2 separate regions of the Gasterosteus aculeatus genome follow, and region 2 is linked to region 1. A link is a contact called in public Hi-C data. All regions are on one chromosome and are shown on one strand. Each heading gives the region's core, a stretch centred on a gene start, on an enhancer-like site or on the middle of the called end of the contact. The rest is flanking DNA. Distances are from core to core; before and after follow the strand shown. Region 1 holds the start of foxp4 (forkhead box P4). Region 2 overlaps foxp4 (forkhead box P4).

Region 1 (5,143 bases), core at 450-2,949:
TGTTGACTTAAGATGTCCAAGCCAGCTCCTATTTTGATCGGGTTACTAACTTGGACCGCCTCATCCCAGCCTGGCTCGCCTCGAATTTATTCAGGCTGTGCAGAACACAGAGTCCTTTTGAGTTTCCTGTTCACCGTTTAATTTGATGCACCCACGAGCCAAAACAGCGAAACAACAACTAGAAAATCAGCATTCTGCAAACAGGCGGGGGTGATTGATATCTTTACTAAAAATCTCAACAGTTACAAAACAACAAGCACAAGGAGAATTCAGTCTCTTTGTTCTCTACTGTGCTTTTCTACATTCTGTTTTTGGATTCAGGTTGTATGTCACTATTGTAAGTAGCCATATACACACTATGGGTGCAGTTATAAAGTTTATTTTAATAATAAAAAATGTAATAATATTTTTTCAATCAAACTTTAAAGTGCAATTTCATGAAAACAGCCACTTAAAAAAGTATCACTTATCACCATCCATGTGCTGAAATTAACACCCGTCATTTGGAGATTTATTGGAGATATTACAAAGTGTTCCGGGGAAATTTTTTGTACTGTACTGTACTGTAAAAATAAATGTTATTATATATGTATATATATATGTATATGTATATAAATATATGTATATATATATATATATATATATATATATATATATATATATATATATATATATATATATATATATATATATATATATATATATATATATATATATATGTACAGTATATGATAAACACTCGCACAGACAAATACACACCCACAACATTTGCACACTTACACACACAGACACATGTTTTAATGGTATTGATCGCGCCAATGAATGTGTTGTGATTTACTGCAGTCGTGGCCCATTGTTGGGTCGTACTGTGATGGACTGCCTTCATTTTCCAATGTTTATAAGCTCCAAGAGAAGCCAGGAGGGTATAGAATAGCATTTAATGGCAAACGCAAAATTATTCCAAGATCTTTTCATGAGTTATGACACTCTTTTTTTTTCATGACTTGCAGCGACAGGTATGATGTAATTTCCAAATTTCTTCAGAGACAGTAATCTCAACACTGATTATGCTGTCAATTAGTAAATGAATGTGGCGGTAAGGGAGGAAAAGGTGGTAATAACTCTGCAAAAGGAGTTGTCAGGCTTCCAAAATAGATAACGGACTTACAGAGATAGGCAGGCAGTAAACATCACAATATAACTGTCTATTTGCATGGTAAGTGGAAAAAAACAAGGGTGAATCCACACACACACTGATTTTACATTTTATTCATATAATACAGCATTTCTTAGGTTGACTTCGATCTTTTGGCATGAAGACTTCAACAAAGTGTGGAAAAATACTAAAGGTATTATCGTCTGTCGAGAGAAACAACAGAAATATATATGGGAAAAAATATGTTAATTAAAAAAATATCAAAAGTAACATTACAACAAAAAGGTGAAGAAACAAATCAAAGTGCTTCCTGGTCGCTAGTTTGCTTTGGATGATGGCGCTTTGTTGACGGGTTTCTGAGATCCAAATTGTATGTAGAGTAACATCTGTTCTTCTCTGCTTCCACAATAGCACAACTCAGCCGGGATGCAAAGAGAGGTCAAAAGATCAGTGCCTTCCCCACACGCACGCACACACACTCGGAGAGCGAGAGAGGGAGAGAAAGGGGGGGGGGGGTCACTGAGAGAGCCTCTACCTCTCACCGGCTGCTGTTTTCCTTTTGTGCGCCAGGGCTTTACGAGGAACGATACAAACGCGCACCTGCTTTAGAGGCATTACGGTAGCGCAGCAAACTGTCCCCCCTCGCAACACACACACACAGACACACTCACACGCTCGCGCAGCCCTAGTGATTCAAACCCCGATTTCCAGCAAACGAGCAAGCAACAGACGGGATGCCAAAAAAAGTGAGGAGCAGCGGAGGGGTTGTTCGCGCTGAATGAGCCTCTTGAAGAGATAGCGAGAGGAAGGCAGACGCAACAAAACAAGACGAGAAGCTGCGCGCTTTCTCCGCGGCAACTTGCGCACAGTGCCAGAGTTTTTAGCGGCAGTATTGTTCCGACTTCACTCCAGAGGGGCCACTCCGAGGAGAGAGGACGCACACAAAAGGGAAAAGGAAAGGACTAACGAGCACGCTTTGTCGTTTAAAGTGATGGTCCTGCGGTCTTAGATCCTAGATTTCTCTGTCTCTACCTCTCTCCCCTCTCTGTTTCTTTCCATTTTTTCTCCTTTTTTTTTTTACATTTTTTTTTTCGTCCCGTCGGTTTGTGAGCCCCTTTGTCGCCGTGAGAGAGAGAGTGGACGCGCCGGGGGTTTGAGGAGCCGAAGCGGGGCTGTCCACATGGTCCGACCACTGGCGTGAAAGTTGACTTCTTCAGAAAACCAGAGAACAGGTTGATGCATTATCTACAATTTACTTTCCCCTTTTCTTTTTTTTCGCCTTCCTCACTCTTTCCTCGCCTCGCTGCTTCTATTGAAACTCTGATAACCACGTTAGTCCACAAAAGTTAAACTTTCCCATCGCACATTGTTTGTGAAACTCCTCCGCGCGAGGCTAATAATACAAATAGGGTATTTTAAAACACATTGGCACACTCGGGAGTTTTTTCCTCGTTCAGACTTCCCCTCCGTCCATGTGTCATTTGAACTAGTTTCTTTTCTCAGGATTAACTTATTAGCCACGTATTAAAATGCTATTTGAAGCTTTCATCCTTTCAGTTTCTACAAGAGCGAGAAAGCGGTGGTTTAAGTTTCTTCTATTTATTCGCTTCACACGTGTTAGTCGTACGTGCACCACAGGGAGAAACACACGCTTATTTAAATCGACGTTTGTTTTCATTTCTGTGAACTCATAAATATCATGTCATAGTCATCGTGGACTGAGAGACCCGGTGTTTTTAAAATGATTTTTTTTTTTTTTATTGTCCGAAGTTATTGCTCACGAGCCAACCAAAAGTTAGTCTCATAGGTTCAGACTAAGATGTCGGGAGGGGATTTGACGAGCTTAACTCTGCGTGCCCGTAAGTAACAGGGATTCAATAATAAACACACGTCGATTAATGTGGTGACAATTTGGTGACTCGCGTCGGAATGCTTTGTCATCGCGTTGTACCTGTTTAGCTCCCTGCCGGTCACCACTGTTTTAATTCTTAATTGATTTAGTTTTAGTTTAGTTTATCCCCTCACTGAAGATCATGTTTTCAGAGAGGGAGAGAGAGAAAAAGGTCTTTCTTTGAGACTTGGCCAAAGGGTCAGGGGGACAATACTTTCCTTTCAAAGCGTTTTGACTTTTGAAATTGGAACCGCGTTTTGTGACCTAACGTTTGCCGAGTTGTGTTGGTTACCGATACAATACACAACAATATGCAGAGGTTTTCCATGCATAGTAAAAGTTTAACGTATAAAGTGATCGTATCTGTAGGTATGTAGACAGATCATTAGATAATTGTAACACTGCTTTTTATTCATTCATGAATTACATTAAATTAAAATACATATACTTCTCATGATTTAAAAAAAAGTCCACATGTGTGCAGAGCTGATTTTGACTTTGACAATATTTTAAAATAAATAAATGAGGGGGTTGAAGTCTGTACCAGAACCAGAATGTTTTTCCTTTCCTTCTACAGTCATACAGCGCCTGAAAGCAGGCCTCCAATAGGAGAGAAATGCTCCTTTCTTTTTAGAGAGAAAATACAAATGAACTACATTTATCCAATATCTTAAATTACAAATAGCTCAATGAAGCAAACTGCAGAACAACTGTACAAGCTGTCCTACTTCAACTAAATAAATAAAAATAATCAAATTTGAAACATCAGCCAGAGCATTCCCTTATGCCAGATACACTGAGGTCCCGCGTGACGGAAACCAGCGCGAGAGATGAAACAACCATTAATTGCTGTTAGTTGTGTGTCACTGGGAGAAACGCGCACCCTGACACGGACATTATTGCCCCGTGATTGATGGGCGCCAGGGCATTTGGCATAATTCATTTTATTTACTGTGTCCTCTCTCCTGTTGTGTGCCCCCACCTTTGCCAAACACCCCCCTTTGCTAAACTACCCCCCCCCCCCCCTGCTCTTCTGTGGTGGCATTTCCGTTACGCGATGACACACTTTTAATTGCACTTTAGTAGAAGATCCATCGGGAATGAAAAAACTCTTCATCACGTTTTTATGACCTTGTCACATTTCTGGTGTCAGGTATTTCGTGGTCGCTCCGAGGCCTCTCGTGTAAAGTGTATACTGAATGATGAATACAAAAAAGTAGTTCATTTCATCAACATAAATTACACCTTCAGTGGTAGCCTTCATACAAATCTGCTCGTTCGTGTTTTAGTGTTCACACAGATTCATGCTGCTGTATTTAAATCAGCAAAATTTGACCAGACTTTTAAGATGATTCATTTGTTAATTTTTTGCAAAGAAGCTAAATGTTTTTTTATTTGCATATCAACACACCTGTATCATTTAAATGATGCAAACATCTTTGCATGCTGACAACAGCCCTCGACATATCTCAGGTAATTATTTTTTATATTCTAAATTTGCTGAAATTGTTTCCCAGAAATATGGAGAAGAAAATCCAGTTTTGACTTTTACTTTTTAAATGTCTGAGATGCAAGTTTTTTCAACTGCTACATCTCTCCGGCGCAGCAGCTCAGATATTTCCGTTAGTGTAAAATATTGGATTTGTTGGTACAATCTCCGACAAAATGCAAATGACTGCACAATTTAATAATTTGCGCATATTGATTTAAATTGCCTGACTGAGAATCCTTTTCAAAATACACCAACCAATTTATTTATTTTAAAACCACAATATTAAGAGTATAAACTCACTATAAGTTAACAATTCTGTGATGTGCTTTGCTCATTGATCGCGTCAGTCACAGGCTTTTCATGCAAATATATTGGGACACAATGATACAAAGGAGTGTTTGAGAGGCAGAAGTAGTAATTTGGTTTTAAAAAGTGTACATGTGCAGGAAGCCAGAGGTGTCAGAGACAGATTGACGCTCTCTGCTCTCTGTTGGCTATTGTGCGTCCGTGTCTGTTTGCCTCAGCTTTGCCACCTTTTTTTTATCTGACTTGCCTCAACACTTTTCCCTCTATGCCTTTTTTTTCTCCCTTCACTTCTCTCGAC
Region 2 (4,588 bases), core at 1,789-4,288, 65 kb after region 1:
ACCACCACAAGAGATGTGTGTATGTGTCTGTGAGTGTCTTTCTATATGTGTGTGCATGTGTATGTGTGTGAATCTGTGTGACTGGCAGGCTCAGACAGTGTGTGATGTGCTCATAAATCACATTGACAGCCTGTTACTGCGCTAGCTTTGGCCACTCAGCCACAGCTAATGTAAACAGAACACAGGCACACACACACACACACACACACACAATGTGTGTTTTAAAGAACCGTAGCCATATCTCAAGAGGGAATGAGAGACAAGGGGGAGTGAAGGATGTAAAATGGACAGACAAGTAGAAAAAAGGGGCAGTGGCACTGGAAAGAAAGGAAAAAGAGCCAGACGGGAGGAACCAGTTCATTCAGTACATCTGATCAGTTCACTTGAAAGAAGCGAATCATGTAAGCATGTCAGAGATTGTGTCATCTCATCTCATGCCTTTGACAAAATTTGCTCTGGTCAAAGAAGAAAAAAATTCTGGGCTGAGTAAAATGTTTTTTATTTGTTGAAATAAAGTTGAATCTAATCCAATCTAAAAAATGTTTTTTATTGTGGTCATAGAGTTGTAAACAGTTTTTGTTTATTATGGATTCATCATGTGTAGCCACAGTTATCCAGTTAATACAGTAAAATATACACCAAATGCTTTTGAACAAGTGCATATGGAAAATTGTGTTTTCCCCCTTCATCTACTGTGTTTTTCTTCTATCAAGAATAGTTATTGTACTTACTCCTTTGAACCCCCCTTCCCTCTCACACCTCTCCAACGGACACTACTCTCTCTAACTCTCACACACAAACACACTGCCATCACAATTCTTCTCCCCTGGCACTAAGTCTGAAAGGAAGTGACCCATTTGCCCTTCCTGTGAGATCCCCTCTGTTCAAAGAGTTCCAGGCTGCCACTCTCTCTCTCACTCGCACACACACGCACACACAATGAGCAGTTCCTCACGTTGTATTTATTTATTTTTCCTCTCCACTAGTTATCTTTTAGAGATAAAGTCCATCTCTCTTGGGGGTTGGTCGGGTGGGACTTCAAACAGTGCAGCACAGGCCAGATTTGCCCCAGACTGGGAGGCCAGGAAAGGGGACATTTATCACTGTAACACACACCGACATTATCGCCACGTGCCTTGTTCTCTCTCCCACTCTCCCTTCAACCTCCCTCCTTCTCTTCATCCTCAGGGTCCTCACGGCTCGGCTCTGGGCTTTTCTTCCTTTTAATACAGGACTTTTACTTATTTTATATGGTGTTAGTTGACTCTATACTTGAATTTTTTGAGACTGAATGATGTAATGGGACAAGCAGAGCAATTGGGATCATAATAACAGAACAGGGAAAGGCTTCCTTTTAGATGTAAAAGAGAAAATTCCATATCAAGGGCAGCTGTCTAAATCTGGTATTTAGTTCAAAGCTGCAATTAACAAATGTGACACTTTCACAAAATTCTATCCTAGTCAGTTTTTAATGGGTAGAAGCAGATATCTGCAGGTATTCTTTCATGGTTTTTGTTCCAAAATCAGCAGAGGGCTTACTAATACAAATTTTGTACAAATACCTTAGTTGGTTGCTAGCTGAACAAGGATCAGTAGGTGCTTTAGAAATATTACACAATTTAGGTGTTTTTTAGAATTGATAGAAATATTTCAGTAGGAGGAGGGATACAAATCTGGTTGAAGATATTACAAAGCAAGTGGTATATGAAAACCTTTCTTAACCGCTGTCTTTGATCCCCAGCAGTTAGGCAGTAAGCAGTTGGCCTTCCAGCAGCAGCTCATCCAGATGCAGCAGCTTCAGCAGCAGCACATCCTCAACCTCCAGAGACAAGGCCTGGTCCCACTGCAGCCCACCGCTGCCATGCAGTCTCTGCAGCAAGGTACGTACGCATGCTCACACACACATTTATACACAGTACACAACTGTAATGAAACAAAACTCAATCACACATGGTCTTAGCTGATAGCAAACACACACACACACACACACACACAAATACAGGCATGTACCCAAAGCTGCATGTGAAGCCTGTTAAGTTAATCAGCCAAGAAAAAAGATAAAGGGAAACTTGATTGGTGGGCTTGTGGAAGGTAGTCATTTGGATAATAAGTAAAATATGCCAGTAAGCCCCCTGCTCGGAGGTATGTTCACGTGTTTGCCTAAGTGTGTGTAAGCTTGAGTGTACGTGTACTTGAGATTAGCCAGACACAAGAACATCGTCGTTTTGCTGTTGCTTTGTCCACTGGGCATTTTTGTGGCTGTATGTACCTTCTCTCCCAGTCCCCTCATTTTGTCAGCATGATTTTAAAACGATCAACGTTGACTGTTGGCTGGCCCGTCCTTAATGAATTTATGTGTGTATATATATAAGTGTATCTTGGTCCACTTTTTTCTCTGCGCAGTAATGTCAAATTAACACACACACACACACACACACACACACACACACACACACACACACACACACACACACACATATACATATAGAGGATACTTTGGGAGCTTTAAAAGTGGCCGTAACATTGCTAAAGCTGACTGAGCCGACCAAACAGAGTTACCTTCCCCCCATCGGTCTGATCTCTCTCTCTCTCTCTCTCTCTCTCTCTCTCTCTCTCTCTGTCTCTCATGCTCAGTCATCTGCAGTCACACACAAGTTGACGCTCTAATAGTCACTCTGTTGTCTCAATCTGTAAAAAATACAACACATTTTTCAGAAAGTTCATTTTCTATAAGCCTGATTGCCTGATGCATTAAAACTTAAGTGTGATGTTTGCATCGGTATGTTTATGTGTTAGGGGAAAGGTGTGTGTGTGTGTGTCCACTGGAGGCTAAGTGGAATTACCAAATCACAGAGAGTACAGAGTACTCCACAGAGTGGATACAAATGAAAAGAGGGAGGCCAAAGTCTTGCATAAAAAGGTGTTTGTTTTTTGGACAGTTGCAAACATTTGCTTTTGGCATCTCCTTCTTTTTCTCTCTCTCTCTCTCTTTCCCTCCATATCAGAGTGGAATTTCCCTGCAGTGTGAAAGAGCCGGTCCATTGTGACGGCTCAGCCAGGCGTGAGCCAGAGCATTCCTCTGACCAGCCATGCCACACAAACACACAAACACACATGCATAAACACTTGCACCTATGCACACAAATGTACACGTTATTGCCCCGCCTCAAAGGGCCGTTGTGTCCGGTGGGTAGCTGGTGGGGGGTTACCCTGAGGGGAGGGGTCCTGCTGTTATATTTATTTCTGTTAATAAATAGCGGTAAAATGGAGGCCCTTAGTAGAATCTCATGACTGTCAACATACTGAGTCAAAGACAAAAAAACTAAAACACTTTGTTTGAGATCCAAAACCCCTTCTTTTTTCTAAGCACAGACCAATCAGAGAGTGGTTTAGAGTGTGTCTCAGTACTTCAGTTCTTCACTCTCATAAAAAAAATCCATTACATTTGACATCATCCTGTTGGATCCTAACTTCTTAGTAACTTAAGTGTACTTCCTAGCATGTCTCATGTCTACAAACATCAATATGGAAGAAATACAACCCTAGCGCCCAGATGTGGCTCTGAACGTTAAAGAATTAGCAAAAGCACTCTCCTCCAGGAATAATGCTTTGTATTTATTAACACTAACGCTGGTGGAAATTGTGAATGCATACATTCCCAAATATGCGCACAAAGTCAGGATTTTATTGTTTAATTTGAGTTTTTCTTGCTTTGCACTCTTAATAAACCGCTCACTTACCGGAATCCAAAAGGTTTTCTTGTAATTTTGATGACTACTTTAGTAATTTAGTAATTAATACTTTAGACCCCCTAGGCGTGTCCACAGATTGCTCAGGTTTCTTGGATAATACTACACACACACAATGACTCATTCCTCCAGAGTGAGAACTTTTGTTTTGGCTGGATCACAGAAGAATGCAGACAAAGCAGACATAATATTTGGATTGCTGCGAGGTCTGCATGTGTGTGTGTGTGTGTGTGTGTATGTGCAGAGTGTGTGGGTGCGTGCATACGTGCACGGTAAGATCCATTGGAGTAGGCTTTTAGGCGTCTCTTTCACTGTGAAATTGGAGCAGAAATAACAAAGCTGCAACTAGAACAAACTCAAAGTGTGCACCCACCCTGTTGAGACAAATAGTGGTAGTGAAAGTAGCTGTGGTAGTGGTAGACAGTAGCAATTGCCAACATAGATTAAGAAATAGTTGAGAAATGTTTAATATCTGGAAATAAAACAAAAACAACAAAAAGAAATTTCCTATTTTCCACTCATACCAGAGGACTATTATAGTTGCGTGTGTGTTAATAATATTCAGTCGTAGCTCTCTCTGTCTGTGGGTAGGTATTCATTCCTTATTTATTTATATAGAATTTGCGCAGAGCATTTGAAATTGAGTAACTAAACAAGGTCGCCAAGTTAACTTTGCATTCCTTCTCTGCAGCGATGTGTCCGTCAGACCTCCAACAGCTGTGGAAGGAGGTGTCGGGGGTGCAGAGCAGTGAAGATGCCCTGAAACAGGCCGAGGGCCTGGACTTGAGCACCAACAGCTCCAATTCTACCTCAGCCTTTGCCAAAGCTGCCAGTGCTCA

What was found. A called contact is a pair of places that touch in the nucleus more often than the background predicts.
Region 2: a Hi-C map of skeletal muscle shows a contact between it and region 1, with 2.7 times the contacts expected there. The contact joins the enhancer-like site here to the promoter of foxp4 in region 1. A contact is called at or near these places in 4 of 6 Hi-C or Micro-C datasets (liver, skeletal muscle, tail fin and 1 more).

What each region holds. Positions count from the first base shown.
Region 1 is chr17:12,058,287-12,063,429 of fGasAcu3.hap1.1, forward strand. foxp4 (forkhead box P4) reads left to right here and starts at 1,700. Exons shown (of 18, transcript XM_040203460.2): 1 at 1,700-2,388.
Region 2 is chr17:12,122,338-12,126,925 of fGasAcu3.hap1.1, forward strand. It overlaps foxp4 (forkhead box P4), which reads left to right. Exons shown (of 18, transcript XM_040203460.2): 6 at 1,745-1,880; 7 at 4,441-4,588. All of the region lies in intron 1 of LOC144388944 (a long non-coding RNA gene), which reads right to left. Among protein-coding and RNA genes, the nearest start is that of LOC144388944, 5.6 kb to the right of the region's middle. Within about 2 kb of position 3,039, at least 1 of the 9 cell types and tissues checked has open chromatin away from gene starts, as enhancers often do.